Linked DNA regions of Mus musculus: regions 1 and 3 are each linked to region 2. A link is a contact called in public HiChIP or PLAC-seq data. All regions are on one chromosome and are shown on one strand. The core of a region is the stretch at or near the end of the contact, and the rest is flanking DNA. Distances in the headings are between cores, read along the strand shown.

Evidence for each region. HiChIP or PLAC-seq counts read pairs in DNA pulled down with a chosen protein or histone mark.
Region 1: a contact with region 2 is called in an H3K27ac HiChIP or PLAC-seq map of embryonic stem cells, with 5 read pairs. The contact joins two enhancer-like sites. A contact is called at or near these places in 2 of 39 promoter capture datasets (cranial neural crest and liver), 1 of 484 Hi-C or Micro-C datasets (the N1E-115 cell line), 3 of 115 datasets of contacts at active chromatin or transcription factors (embryonic basal ganglia, embryonic midbrain and embryonic stem cells) and 2 of 9 other capture datasets (embryonic stem cells and embryonic tail).
Region 3: a FOXA1 HiChIP or PLAC-seq map of pancreatic cancer cells shows a contact between it and region 2. The contact joins two enhancer-like sites. A contact is called at or near these places in 1 of 39 promoter capture datasets (cranial neural crest), 1 of 484 Hi-C or Micro-C datasets (the N1E-115 cell line) and 4 of 115 datasets of contacts at active chromatin or transcription factors (cardiomyocytes, embryonic basal ganglia, extraembryonic endoderm stem cells and 1 more).

The regions. Positions count from the first base shown.
Region 1 is chr3:51,887,854-51,890,731 of GRCm38.p6, forward strand. All of the region lies in intron 1 of Maml3 (mastermind like transcriptional coactivator 3), which reads right to left. Among named protein-coding and RNA genes, the nearest start is that of Gm46803, 180 kb to the left of the region's middle. Within about 2 kb of position 1,423, at least 123 of the 459 cell types and tissues checked have an H3K27ac peak or open chromatin away from gene starts, as enhancers often do.
Region 2 is chr3:51,738,151-51,740,850 of GRCm38.p6, forward strand. All of the region lies in intron 2 of Maml3 (mastermind like transcriptional coactivator 3), which reads right to left. Among named protein-coding and RNA genes, the nearest start is that of Gm46803, 32 kb to the left of the region's middle. RefSeq lists an enhancer at 702-1,706. Within about 2 kb of position 1,376, at least 105 of the 459 cell types and tissues checked have an H3K27ac peak or open chromatin away from gene starts, as enhancers often do. A contact at or near this core is called in extraembryonic endoderm stem cells and pancreatic cancer cells, where this site is marked.
Region 3 is chr3:51,915,298-51,918,194 of GRCm38.p6, forward strand. The region is part of intron 1 of Maml3 (mastermind like transcriptional coactivator 3); the gene reads right to left. Among named protein-coding and RNA genes, the nearest start is that of Maml3, 190 kb to the right of the region's middle. Within about 2 kb of position 1,399, at least 144 of the 459 cell types and tissues checked have an H3K27ac peak or open chromatin away from gene starts, as enhancers often do. A contact at or near this core is called in extraembryonic endoderm stem cells and pancreatic cancer cells, where this site is marked.

The DNA.
Region 1 (2,878 bases), core at 173-2,672, 150 kb after region 2:
TTGAGGGAGGGAGGGTACAGATGCATCCAAGAAGACAGAAACAGCTGACCCTTTAACAGCAAAATTAAAGGTCTGCAGGGACCTTGCTGTCTGAGGTGCATGGCTCCAACTTCCCATCTCTAAGGCTCCAACCCCAGAGCTGGCATCCTGGAGTATACCGATGAACGATAAATGCTGTGCAGGAATTAAGCTTGGGCTAGGGCATGGCCACAGAGCTACCATGAGGGTGGAGTACTTAACCCTCATCGAGACTGGGCTGATTTGGGCTCAGTTAGGCTGCAGTTGGAAACAGGCAAGGCAGACCGTCTGTCTGCTCTAGAATCTTCTCTGTGCTCTACTTACTCAACTGAGGCACCTGAGAACACAGTTCCCCAACTTTCTCTGGCTGGACCCTGCTGCCCTCTCTTCTCCTTTTGATCCAGTTTACCCCTCATTTTCTTCCCGACCCTTAGAAGTTCAGAGCCCTTTCCCCATTTCTCACACTGCTCCCCTCAAGTCCTAACCCCTCCCCCACCTCCAGGCTTCAGGATGGCCCCGGTGGATGCTGCAATGCCGGGTTTCCCAGCCTCTGGCTTGCTCGGATCCCCTCCCCCTTCTGGCTGGCACACAGAAGCTGGCCACTTTGTGTATTTACAAACCACAGTTTTCTGTCTGCCTCCCTCCCTCAAGCAGCTTGCTATTGCTCCTGTGCGGTTTTCCTCACAGCCTTCCCTCACAAATTCAACACCACCACTCCCTTGGTGCAAAACAAGCGGGGGGGGGGGGGGGGGCTTGCTGGGGCTTGCAAAAAGGAGGGGGGGGCGCGCTTTCCTCCAGTCCGTTCTTTGCCACTGCCGGTGTTCAAGCCAATCTGTGGGGAGTTGGCAATTCTAACATAATGAGATATTAATGAGTTTTGCACGTGTCCCTAGCCACAACACTTCTAGTCCCCTCCCCTTTCACCTTCCTCTTCTAGAAACCTGGGGCGAATGGGCTCCATCTCTAACACTGGGAATCCTGCGTTTCCCCTTGGAGCCCATCCTGTCAGGCTCCAAAGTGGGGCGTAGCTGCCCGGCTCACAGCTCACCTCAAGCCACCAGTATTACAGAGCACCAAATGGTCTGGCATCGCCTTGTTTCCTGGCCTAATGGATGCTTGTTTAAACACCGGAGCTGTTTGCATTGCTGCGGCTCACTGCCTGTTAAACACAGTCCTCTGAAACCCTATGCCAATCCAATAAAGGTATCAGCAGTTCGGTGTGGGGAGGCAATTACTATATAGTCCCAAGTGTGCCTTTCTAAGCTCGAGGAAGGAAAATGTGATCGAACAACTAAAAGGAAAATCTGATTCGGCTCAGCATCACGTGGAGGACACAAGGCTTAACTGCAGCCAGGTCTGTGGAGGGCAGAGGGAAATCAATGCGCGAGCAAGCGCACATCAGCAGCAGAGCACTAAGCCAGCCAGTTAGTAACACTGTCCCCCATGCTCACCAGAGGCACCCGCCTGTCCTACCCTGTAGCTCCCTTTGGCCTGCTAGCTTGCTTTGTCATCACAGGGGCTACACTAACTTAGATTTTAATGACGATCTGTCATTTTTCTGAACACCCTGCCTCTTCTCTCTCACCTTTAATTCCTTAAGCACTCACATAAAAATGGCTTTTCTTGTGCAAGATCATTACCATATCAAAGGAGTCAGAGAGGGAGTAAAAATGATAGAGGGGTAATATGCAGGCAGGCAGGAGAAGGCGAGCCTGCTCCAGAGAGGCCTGCGGGTCCCTAACCTCGAATTAATGATACCAGTCAATAAGGCAATGGATCTGTTTTCTACCTACGCTAAGTCTGAAAAATCAGGGGAATTAGGCCCCAGATTTACCTTACTTCTCACCCAAGAAGAAGTTTTAGGAAGGTGAATTCTTCCCTGTGTTATGAAGTTCTGAGCATGCCGGGAATTGGATTGCTTTCCCCTCTATTCCATTTAAAACCCTGCTCCAAAATGGCCCTCCTTTCTCTAGGAGGAGCGAGAAACAGCAGTGCCTTGTGTCTGGCAACACTGGGGAACGCTATCCACAATGCTCACTGGGGCGCCATCCATTTCCTAGGAATCTTGCCAAATCCCTGTCTGTTCCCCAAGGTTCCTGGCACAGGGGACAGAGCCAGGATGGAGCTGAAGTGCTGTCGTCAGCATTTGCCAAGCAGCTCCTGCATATGGGTACAGGAGGAAGCTGTGCTAGTGAGGGGTTCAGGAACAGGGAGCAGGGGTGGGACTCTGGTCATCCCTGCTGCCTTGCTGCCCATGACAGCATCCAGCATCTGCAGATTGCTCAGCTGCACTCAGAATATAGCATTCAATCCTGAGGCCTACCTAGGGCACTGGAGTAGCACAGAGTTCCAGGAGTAGCATAGGACTCCCTCAGACCTGCACTAGCTGTCTGTTACTTCTGACCTGGCCTTGGACAAAACTGCAGACCGTTCACCCAGAAGGGTGCTGGTCACCAGGCAGCCTGGCTCCACCAGGCAGACAGCATGGCTTTCCTGCCACCATGGGAGAGGCTTCACACCCTGTCACTTCCCTTTGTCACTCAAGGCTATGATGTATGGTCGTGGTCGATGCCTGTGACTGTTGACGCTCCATCAGGTATTGCCCACTTTACATAAACCACCAACTGGTGCTCTCCATGATTTCCTGAGGCCTGGAAATATGGGTATGTTGTGTACCATAAAATTACAAAAATGATGATGGATATCTTCATTGTCCTGCCTATGGGGAAGTGAAATAGTCTACTTAGAGTCCAAACACCCACGTGCGCGCACACATACATACACACACACACACACACACACACACACAACCATACCTTAATATTTTATTTAAATACGTTTCTTATTTTTTACTCTTTGC
Region 2 (2,700 bases), core at 126-2,625:
TACTGATCAAGTCTTGAGGTTGCCATTGTCATCAACTGCATCATGTTCCCAATCTCAGAGTGAGTTCTCAGAGGCCAGAGGACAGGAGACACCAGACAAATGAAGGGCTAGGGCAGGAGAATCCTAGGCTGAGGGAGCAGCCGGCCCAAAGATGGAACACAGCAGACTCACTTCTGAACTTTGTGGTCCACAGCATGACTAAAGATGAGATAGAGGACTCAGCAGGTAACAGGTGCCCAAGGACAATAGGCTTTGAGTGGGTTAAGTGGGCATTGTAAGCTAAGGGTGAAGGGACTCATATTTCCTCTGGAAGGCAGCTGACCTGTGAATGGGTTGAAGGACAACTGAATATTCTCAGGACTATGTCCAAGCATGTGATAATAATAGCCCGAGCGCGGAACGAATGAATGAATGAATGAATGAACGAATGAATGCCTAGAGAACAATAGAAATAATTAGGGTTCAATCCTGAAGCCCACTCGTAAGAATGACTACACTTAGAGGGTTGCATATTTTACTTTTAGAGAGTGGGAAGAATAATTTTGTGAACTATGAAAAGAATTTAAATCCTGTGTTGCTCCATTAATGATCAAGACAAGACATGTCTTAATAAGAGAATTAGCAGCACAAAAAAAAAGAAAAGAAAACAAAAGAAAAAAGGAAAAGAAAAAAAAAAGATAAAAGGGAAAAAAAGAAAAAAAATCCTGGGAGGAGAAACTGTTGGGGGAGGATCATGTTTGGGAACTAATTGAAGATTTGCGATAGTAATTTTTAAATCATAGACATGAATTAAGTCTGGACCGTGATGGCTGCATTCACTACACACAGCGGTTGGAGGATGATACAAATGGTTATATGATATTATATATTGAACCTCCACATTACAAGATTGTTGGAAATTAAGCTGTTTGTAACTTCCTTTGGAGGCAAGAGAAATATGTGTGCAAATGTTAATCAGGCCCCCGACCTGTCTTTTGGTGCAGTTTGATAGCCATATCTGGGATGGGAGCCAAACTCTCCTTTAGGGGAGAGCTAGCAGTCCCTAGAGCCTCGGTGATGAATTGCAGAGTCTGGGAACAGGAGAGGAAGTGGCCAGGACTAGAACAAAGGGCTGGAGCTGTGGTGGGTGCCTGGCTCCTCGTGGCTGCAGGCGGTATGTTCTGTGACTCTGGCTTTTATACAGCTCCTTTCTCAGCCCTCAGAATTCTTAATCCTATTTTCATTGCCCTAGGTAAACCGGAAAATATTTCCTTCTTGAATGCGGTTACTCACACAATAAACAGGTAATAAACATTTTACTGCCCTGAGCAGCCTCCTGCCGGGCAGGCAGGCTGGGGAGAAAAGGCTGCAGTGGGTGACCCCCTACAGGACAAACTGCAGGCGACAAAGGAGGCTAGTAACCCTTTAATAGTGCTCACCTCAGTGGTTCCGGGAGAGTGACCCTGAGCTGCTGGCACGAATTAGCCAGCCCCAGCGCTAGGGAGTCCTCCCTGCTTGAGGCTAGTAAGGGAAGATTTGATTTCACCAAAAGGCAATTTAGTTGCCATTTCAAAGCTCTGGCTGGCTAAACTAAGGATGTGGATGAAGCAGGGTTTACAATCTCTCATCTTAAACCTTGAGCAGGGAGCTCTGAAGGCTGGAAGGCCGGAGAAGTAGTTCTGGAAACAGGGATTCTCTCTCTAGTTTGCATCTTGCTTTCCAACACATCTTTATTTCCTTGTTCTTCTTGATATCTTCTCTGTATATCTGATTAGATAATTCTTATCATCCTTTGTCTTGTGCAAAACACAGTGGACATCTTATCTTCCCTCTCTCCCTCCCCTTCTCCCTCCCCTTCTCCCTCCCTCTCTCCCTCCCCTTCTCCCTCCCTCCCTCCCTCCCTCCCTCTTTCCCTCCCTCCCTCCCTCCCTCCATCTTGCTTTTCTGAACATCAAACCCAGGGCTTTGTGCATGCATCCTAATCCAACATCATGTAGATGTGTGTGTGTGTGTGTGTGTGTGTGTGTGTGTGTGTGTGTGTATGTGTGTGTGTATACACATCACACACATACACACACACATATATATACACATACACATACTCTTAAAAACATTTCATTTTTCATGTATTTATTATTTAGGGGCACTGTGGAGGTTAGCCAGTTCTCTCCTTCCACCTTGAAGATTTCTGAGGAGGAAACTCGATCACCAAGCTCGGTGGCAAAGTGATTTCACCAGTGGAGCCATCCTGTTCTCCAACATTTTTTCAATCACACCCAGGGTTCCCTCAAAAGCCTGCTACCAGGCTGGGAGAGATGGCTCAGTGGATAAGATTCTTACCAGGCAAGCCTGAAGATCACAGCTCAGATCCCCAGACCCACAAAAGGCAGACAGATGTGTTAGAAGGCACCTGAAACCTTGATTCACTTGCGGTGAGATGGAAGGCAGAGACAGGACAACACCTCCAGCTAGCCGGACTTCTACAGTGGTGATCAATAAGAGACTCTGCTCAAAGCAAGCTGGGAGCAAGGACAACCAAGACTGTCCTCTAGTCTGTACATCTGCTCTGCTCTGTCTGTCTGTCTCACTCATTCTCTCTCCATCTCTCTCTGTCTCTCTGTCTCTCTCTCATTCTCTCCCTCCTCTCTCTCTCTCATGCATGAGCACACACGGACACGGACACGGAGACACACACACACACGCACACGCACACGCGCACAC
Region 3 (2,897 bases), core at 149-2,648, 180 kb after region 2:
CTCATGCTGGTGGTTGAAGCACAGGGGTGCAGAGATCCCACCTCCATCCTGATTTCCCAGTGGTTCCTATGGAGAAAGATGGAGTGGCCACCTCCTGAAATAGTACATCTCTATGTGATAGTCTCTCCCCACTCCCCTGGCTTCACGATGAGATATTTGAATCCACATGCCCTCTGGGAATGACTGTGGTTTGAAGGCTACAAAGACACACATGCTGGTCAGTTGCTATACCCAAACAGTGCCCCAGAGACTCATAGCTGCCCTGCTCAGCAGTGGTTAGCCCAGTCCTGTTGTGCTTACACCAAGGACTTCTGTGTTTTCTGGGCCAGCCAGAAGGACATTGAAGGGGTAGTTCCTCTAACAGATGGCATTTTGATAACCTTCTCCTTCCACTATGGTGGAGACTGACCTCACTTCTTTGATTGATCCTGTCTTCTAGCCACACACAGGTTTGGTTTTACAGGTCTCATTCCACTTGTTGGAGACCCTTCCTACTAGGGCTTCCAGTTTCTCTTGGTCACAGTTCCCAGAGCTAAGCCCCAGTGGGGAAGCACTTGTTTCCTTAAGAAGAGATCTGGACCAAGCCTCAGATCCTTTCTCTCCATCCTATGCTAACCTTAAACCACTATGCTTTGTAAAAGGCTGGAGACCAGGGGGTGGGGATGGGGGAGTCAGAGTAGGGAAATCACCTTGGCCCAGAGCTCTCTTGCTTTGGCTTCCTCCATAGCAGGCTGGCTGCCTAAGTGTTTATACCATCCGCTGATATGAATGCACTAACACGAAGAACAGCAGCTACTGCAAGCATGGAAGCAGCAAGGACCAGAAAACAGATGCAGAAATGCCAGGGCGAGCGAGGCTCCATCCTTTTCTCTGCCCCATGTCTCCAGGGAGGCAGCAGTTGGCCAGTTTAGGCCACATGACACTGCTTTCTCTCTAGATTCTTCCTTGCTATCAAACCACTCCATCCCCACGTTTCTATTTCAGGGGCTGACGTAGGCAGAGTTGTGGAGGAGGGAGCCATCCCCTCCTAGACTTTAGGCTTCCCTTCCAGCTGCTTCTGCGTTTGTGGGGGAGGAACAGGACGGCTGCCACGACTCTAGCAGCTTGATGAATGCTGCCCTGGTCAATGTTTAACTTAACAAGAGCTTTTATTGCTGACTTGTGTTTGTTCTTTTCCTCCCCCAACCCCCAGGTCTAATAGCAAGGAAAGTTTTGTAAGCAAAAAAAACAAAGAAGGTTACCAGGAAAATTCTTGGTAGCAAAGTCTTGCGTTGAAAGGAGGCAGAAGGGGGCTTTAAGCTCCAGCTTGGGAAGGTTGATTGTCACAGGACTATAGAGATCCACAGGCAGCCTGCCATGTGTGGGTGTCAGAGGCCCTCTGTTCTGGGTACCTCCTGGCTTAAGTGTAGAGAGGTCATCTAGAGGCAGCTCAGGAAATGATCAGGTTGCGGACAGAGATCAGTAAGTAACTGGGTTTTTAGAACCCTTATTTATTTATTTATTTATTTATTTATTTATTTATTTTAAATCAGTCATGGTTGTGTGCATTATAACTCAGAGAGAGGGGGGGATTGAGAGAGATTGAGATAGATAGATAGATAGATAGATAGAGTAAGTAAGTAACTTGGGCTAGGACTATGAGCCAGCCTAGAGTATCAGCAGGTCCATTCCCCATCCTGTCAAAAAGAAGGCTGGCAGCAGCTGGTAAATGACAGCCAATGCTGTCCTCTGACTTCCACATGCATAGTGTGTACCCTACCACCACAGGAACACACATGCATACAGTGTGCACCCCACCATAGGAACACATGAATGCATGGGCCCCTCCTCCCAGAGAAAGGGGCCGGACAGGCAGCCAGTGTCCTTCCCACAGACAGGAGCGGAACTCAGGGAGCACACTGACCTCCCACTGTCCTCTCAGGTGACGGGAAGACATAAAGAGGAAGCAGGTGCACTTCAGAATGGTAACCAGCAGAGGTGACCACCTTCCTCACCGAACACCTGCACACACCCCCCCCCCCGCCCCCGTGACTGTGGCGAGTGAAGGCTGGTGGGTGGAGGTCCACCGAACAGAGTACCCTTCTCTGATACCCTCATACCGAGAGCATGCAAGTTTTTTTTTCCCTGTAAGAATGTGAGCAGAAAGAAGGCATGGCACCCTCAGGATTGGCACACACAGACCTCCAACAAGATTCCCCAGGATTCTCTAGACCCTGGTTATCCCCAAACCTCAGCTGGGAGCCCCAAAGTCCAAGATTCCCTCTACAACCCTGCAGGGGCTACAAGAAGAGGAGCTCTCTAAGCCTCTGTGAGCACTCAACCTTTCATGTTTGCATAAGAGAAAAACAAACTGATACAACCAAACGCCAGCCAGCCGGGATTTTAGTGTTTCTCTAGAACAGAAGTTATTGTAACTGTGAGAGACTGATTCACGGCTTCAGAAGAAAGTGATCAAGTAGGCCCAGTGACACAGACCCTAAGCCTGTATGGTTAGACTCTTCTGAAAGCGTATGCCTACAAATACATTTATATCCTTGGAGTCTTACTGGCAGAAGTACAGGGAAATAGGACCCTTGGTTGCCGGGAGGGAAGGAAACTGGAAGATGAGAAGAACAAGATATTGTTCGTATATGAGTGTGCACATATGGGAACATACACATGTTCAGAAACACAGGTACACATAGAGAAACACATATGGAGGTCAGCACACAACACTGTGTATCCTTTCCCAGGTAGTGGTCTCCATCTTTTGGAGAAGAGGCAAGTACTCTCCTGGTACTCATTATGAGGGCTATGAGTCCTGACCCCGGAGCCCCGTGGACTAAATTGTCTCTGCCTCCCTGGTGCTGGGATTCCAGCCGCACACTACCTGCTGAGCTCCTTTAACACTGTGGAAT